2 separate regions of the Mus musculus genome follow, and region 1 is linked to region 2. A link is a contact called in public Hi-C data. All regions are on one chromosome and are shown on one strand. The core of a region is the stretch at or near the end of the contact, and the rest is flanking DNA. Distances in the headings are between cores, read along the strand shown.

Region 1 (2,728 bases), core at 200-2,699, 130 kb before region 2:
AGCTACACTCTAATCCCTAAAGGAACATTTCTCAAAATGCTTAGAAAATTCTCATTTTGATTTCAGCAATTAAATCAATTTTAATTTTTACTAAAGGAAGAAATTCAGTTGTCACAAATTTAAGGTACTTATTCTAAATCAAATGTGCTTTGCACAAATGCCATGGAGACAGAGTGTGGGATGGGTGTCTGTGTCTATGAAAAGAGCAAGTCCGGGGCCAGAGCACTCGTTTGTCTGCCCATCTGGAAATCTCCAGTGATCCAGGCTCTTAATTTTACCTCATTCTTAGGAGAAAAGAGAAACAATAAGAGGAGAAAATGGGCTGCGAGGGCATTCTACTTCTCATTTAAAAAAATAATTCAAGTGATAACAGGAGCAGGGAGTTTAAAAGAAAAAATGAAAGGCCATTATAATGATTTGAATGCTCAGTCTGTATTTTGCTGTGGGTTCTATTGTTCTCAGCTACATGGGAACCATGGTAATTTTATGAATCATTAGAATTTTCTTTCCAAATTATATGTGCATGTTCTCAAAGTGCCTCCTCCTAAGTTCCCCACAGTAAAAGGCTGCTGCACAATTTCATTTAATGCATTTGAATCTTGTGCTAATGTTGTATTTTTAAATATTTGTACTTAGCAAACCAAAGACAAAATAATGACAGCTGAGTCTTTGTGCATTTTACATCTCCTACTTTTGAACTTCTGAGTCTGTTTCCGTTCTCATGTACAGTCTAGTGAGGAGTGGTGGAAACATGAAACCTAGTTTAGCATCATGGTGGCTTAAAAGTCCATGTTAAAAACACTCAAAAACAGTATTTGAGCTTTGTGCTTAGACACATGTCCTCTGAGACACAGTGTCTGCAGAGATTACTACTGATGCCTAAACCTAACCTCTGGAGCGATGATGGCGCCCAGTGGCCAGTTCACTAATAGGCCTTTCTTTTTTTTTTTTTTTTTCCATTTTTTATTAGGTATTTAGCTCATTTACATTTCCAATGCTATACCAAAAGTCCCCCATACCCACCCACTCCCCCTTTTTGGCCCTCCAAGTGTGAGCCACAGAAAAATCAGTGAGCGAAGGTGAGAGAGAGAGAGAGAGAGAGAGAGAGAGAGAGAGAGAGAGAGAGAGAGAGAGAGAGAGAGTGTTTTAGAGTTAGTCTACTTCCTCGGGGATTACTCTTCCTATTTGGGCCATTAAAACATTCACACCTTTAAAAACAGTGATATTACAGATTTTTATCTTTTATCTCGTTTTAAGAATGAAGGAGTTTCTCTTTACTTAATAAAATAAAAAGTTAGATCTCTGTTCATCTACCTTTTTTTTTCTAATTAGTGAAATCCCACTGTCTAGAAAGCATTGTACATTCTAAGTATTGGCTGTATCTTTCCCAGGGGTGTAGATGTTTGCTCTGTGAAGACTGTCTAAGAAGGAAGTGCTTCAAAGGCTCAGTGTTCTGGGTTTAGGCATGGTAGGAGAGCTGCCTCCCTGGGCAGTGTGTAGGTGGTTCTATTACTGTTCTTTTCACACTAGCTTTGGCAGGATGCCCTGGAGTTTAGTTCATTGGAATGCATCATGGGGATTTCCAAGCTCATTTTTGGTCCATTTCCTCACAAATAATGCACTCCAGTAGCTAAAGCCTAACAAAGAGAAGCCTGATTGATGTGGGCCCAAAACTTAGAAGGTGACCTAAAACCAACGTTTCTGTTACCGTGGGTGGCTGGAGATGTCATGAAGAATATCCTATTCCTTGCAAATGAAGAAAGGGGCAAAGACTCACTCAACTCTCCCAAGTCCGTCAACAGAAAAATCAAGTTAGGATCCCAGGTCTCCTGTTGGCTAGTCTTTCAATTTCGGGGTGCTTGCAACACATTCCAGCTTGTCCAACATGGAAAGGTCACATAGAGTAGTTAAGTTTGTTCCTAGAATGAGCTAGAATGGCTGGGTTACAACTGCCAGATTTTATTTTTAATTTTTTTTTTTATGAGAAGCAACATTAGAAGTCATTCGTCCTCAGATGTTCTCACTCCTAGAATGGAGCAGGTTTGGGTTGTAGTCTCCTTTTGAACGCATTTCCCCTCGCATGTGTGGATGATTGCACACTTGCTCACATACTCTCTGCCCTGAACAGGTCCATATGTTCCAGTTTTACTGGAAGCCAAGCTTCCCATTCCTCCTTCTCCTCAGAGGGCTCCAGAGCTCACCTCAGAGGTACCCAAGTAACCCAGGCTGAAAGGATTTGTAGTGAAGCTTGTCAGCATAATTGATTATTATATGGTGTGAGCCACCAAAGACAGGTGAGCTTGCACAGAGTGGAACAAATTTCTATGTTGTATGCATCTCCCATTGGGGCCACCCTGTCTTCCTCCTCTGACATGATGATTTATATATTTGCAACTCTTCCCTAATGGATCGTGTCCTGTTATAAGTCGCTGGAACCTCCTGCTGAGCATACTACCTCTGCTAACACAAGAACAGTTAAAGATCTGCTCTGACTTCTTGGCTCTGTTAGTTGGCCCTAACTGAAATGGTTGAGAATGTCTAATCTTTAAAAGGACAAAAGTCACATAAAATGTTTGAATAATGTTGCTACCTTAAGACACAGGATCCAGTGATGACATGACAGAGTTTAGTCACAGTGGCTTGAGAATGTAAGAAATGTAAAGAAATAAAAGCATATCCCAGCACCTTTGGTGGCAGCTTGATGTTCTGGCATCCTCTGCAAACCTTC
Region 2 (2,700 bases), core at 112-2,611:
TTATATTGCAGTAAGTTTTTTTTATGTTGAGCTTTAAAGCTTTAAAAGTCCCAAATGATTTGTCATAGAAAATGAGTAGCTCAAGTTTTATACCACATTAATAGAGAACTTTGTCAAGGAAATATCCTACGCATTTTCACATTTCCCTAATCATCCTGAGAGGTGAACAATCAAGGAAGAATTTGTAAGGAAGTGATGCATAATTTAAATACTAAGTGGATTTATCCAGAGTTGGGGAAGAGCCATTCAAGCAGAAAGTGAGGGACCCTGAAAGATGAGGTCTGGGGGAAGTGAGATCCCCTGTGGTAAGCTGTGGGTGCCACTTTCTTGCCTATAACTCGAAACATCCCCTTCATCATTTCCCTTGCCCTCACTTATCTCCTGTTATCATATACCTAACCTATTTTATATCTGATTGTTCACCTTGTCTACCCACAATAGAATGGGACCTCCATAGGCAAGGGCTCTTTTTATAGCATTCACTGCAGTAGCCCCAACTGAGTAGGACCTCAGTTGTAAATGTTCTCAGTTGTAAAGTGATTGCTGAAGGTGTGGTCATGATTCTGCTCAGAGCTAGCAGGAATAAAAACAGATATGGGAAGTAAGACGGAGTTTAAAAACCAGCTCAACTTAAGTAATGGTTGAATGTCAGAGGCAGAGGAACGGGAGTTAAGGATGACCCTGGAGCATCTACACACAGAATCAGCAAGTAAGGTAGGGGAACGGGGAGGACTGGGCTACAGTGTGAGGATATGTGTAAGATGCCTGTGGGACTTCAGAGCAGATGTGTCTAAGACACAACAGGAAGCTTAACAGAAAGGGTGGGAGTAAACAAACAGACCTGGGGAAGCGTCAGCATGGAGCCATCCAACCTCGGAAAGGAAGGGTCCATAGGCCAAGGGCAGTAAGATGGTGATGCATAAAGCCAGCAGAGCACAGAGCACACAGCCATGCTGCTACCTGAGTAGAAATGCTACTTCCCCTGTCAGTGCACAGATCAGCCTCCTTCAGGATGAATGAAAGCCATGTCTCTTTTTAAGTCACCCACATCCCACGTGAGCTCGCCTACCCAGATTCTTCCTCGAGGTACCAGGAGCCCAGCCCAGAAACTAAACGTGCTAAGTGGGACCCCTGCTTCATCCTTGACCTTTGTACTTTGCTAAGTCTAGGAATGCCCTCGGCCATGACTGAGAATGTCGAATTCCTCCCTTGGGGGCTGTTGTGTATACTTATCTTCTACAGGCTTATTGCAGAGGGACATTGTTTTGGTTTTTTGCAAAAAGGTTAAGTTTTCCTGGAGTGACCGGGGCATAGCTTGCTATAGGATTAGCGATGCCGTGCTGCCACCTACTGGAAGCACCCACAGCTGTCAGGACAGACCTGTGACTGAAGACTTCAGTGCCTGGGCTGAACACTGACTGCTTCCCCTTGCAGACTCCTTTGCTCGGCCAGAAACAAAATATTCCCTGCATCTGTTTCCGCAGTCATTTTGAAACCAGCTTTATCCTGCCACCAGTCATGTCTGCCCTTCCAATCCCAACCTTTTTTGCAAGCTTCGCTTTAAAGGGCTTCATCTGACCAGTTTCTGTTTGGATTTGTGGTCACATGAGGCCAGTCTTCTGCCAAACATTCTTTTAATAATGATGACCTCTAGAAGCTCTGAGAAGGAGCTTTAATTCAGCGGTGATAATAAAGCTAGCTCTGACTCCTGGCAGCCAGGAAAAACAGGCAAGTGATGGGTTTTATAGCTTTTACTGCCTGATATAAAAAAAAGGTACCTGTTAATAAAAGTCAGTGATAAAACAAAAATGAGTATAATTTGATATCCAAGAGTGTTTTCTTAAGGACCGTCTATTACATTATTTAAATAATGTTACTTTTCTTGAATTTAACCTTCTTTTGACTTTGCTACCCATTTCTGCCTATACCGTTTTCTTCTGGTCTTGCCTCTCTTAAGTTTATTATACTTAGAGTAGATCTCATACATTGCAGAAACTAATTGGTCTCTAATTAATGGTTTAATTGGGGCTTTTTGGATGCAGGTGAGCATGCCTCACCAGCCTGCATAGCCTCCAGAGCGCCTGAAAACAATGAGAACTCATAATCTCCCCAGAAAAATGCCTGCCTCTAATTAAGGTCTGAGTTCTCCGAGACATGCCTCACGTGTGAAGGCCTTAGTTAAATAAGATTTCCTTCTTGTCGTGATAGCATACAGTCAGTTTCTAACTTGGGGTTCCTCCCAATTCCTGGCAGACAATGGATCTGTTCACTGTTGCTTATTTGCTGGCACTGGCATTGCTCAGAGAATACCATAGATGGCAGATGCTATTATGCAATGAAGATCCCAGGGAATAGAAATGAGAAATAACTTGCCCAAGATCTCCCATCAGATTGTCTTTATGTATCCTTCGGTGCCTCTTTGGTCTCGTGCTTAAGAAATTAAGTTAGCCTTCCGTGTGAGGCTGTTCTTCTGCCTGAAAGGACTGGGTTACATTGTTCTATGTAAAAATTCCAAGAACTATCACTTATTGATTTTAGTAGAATTCTTACTGAAAAATTGGAAGCTGGAAGCTGACCCCCTTCTTGTTTTATAAATAAAAGTTTAGTGTTGAAACTAACATGTTTAAAATTCAGAAACACAGACCAATGAGACAGCTCATCCAATAAGTGGCTGAGGCAGGAGTACCTGAGCTCAGTCCC

Evidence for each region. A called contact is a pair of places that touch in the nucleus more often than the background predicts.
Region 1: a contact with region 2 is called in a Hi-C map of cortical neurons, with 2.7 times the contacts expected there. The contact joins two enhancer-like sites. A contact is called at or near these places in 1 of 15 datasets of contacts at CTCF or cohesin (the NIH/3T3 cell line), 7 of 484 Hi-C or Micro-C datasets (the HPC-7 cell line, cortical neurons, embryonic fibroblasts and 3 more) and 1 of 115 datasets of contacts at active chromatin or transcription factors (embryonic stem cells).

What each region holds. Positions count from the first base shown.
Region 1 is chr6:33,803,447-33,806,174 of GRCm38.p6, forward strand. The region is part of intron 11 of Exoc4 (exocyst complex component 4); the gene reads left to right. Among named protein-coding and RNA genes, the nearest start is that of Gm13853, 190 kb to the right of the region's middle. Within about 2 kb of position 1,450, at least 39 of the 459 cell types and tissues checked have an H3K27ac peak or open chromatin away from gene starts, as enhancers often do. A contact at or near this core is called in cortical neurons, where this site is marked.
Region 2 is chr6:33,928,565-33,931,264 of GRCm38.p6, forward strand. The region is part of intron 17 of Exoc4 (exocyst complex component 4); the gene reads left to right. Among named protein-coding and RNA genes, the nearest start is that of Gm13853, 63 kb to the right of the region's middle. Within about 2 kb of position 1,362, at least 48 of the 459 cell types and tissues checked have an H3K27ac peak or open chromatin away from gene starts, as enhancers often do. A contact at or near this core is called in cortical neurons, where this site is marked.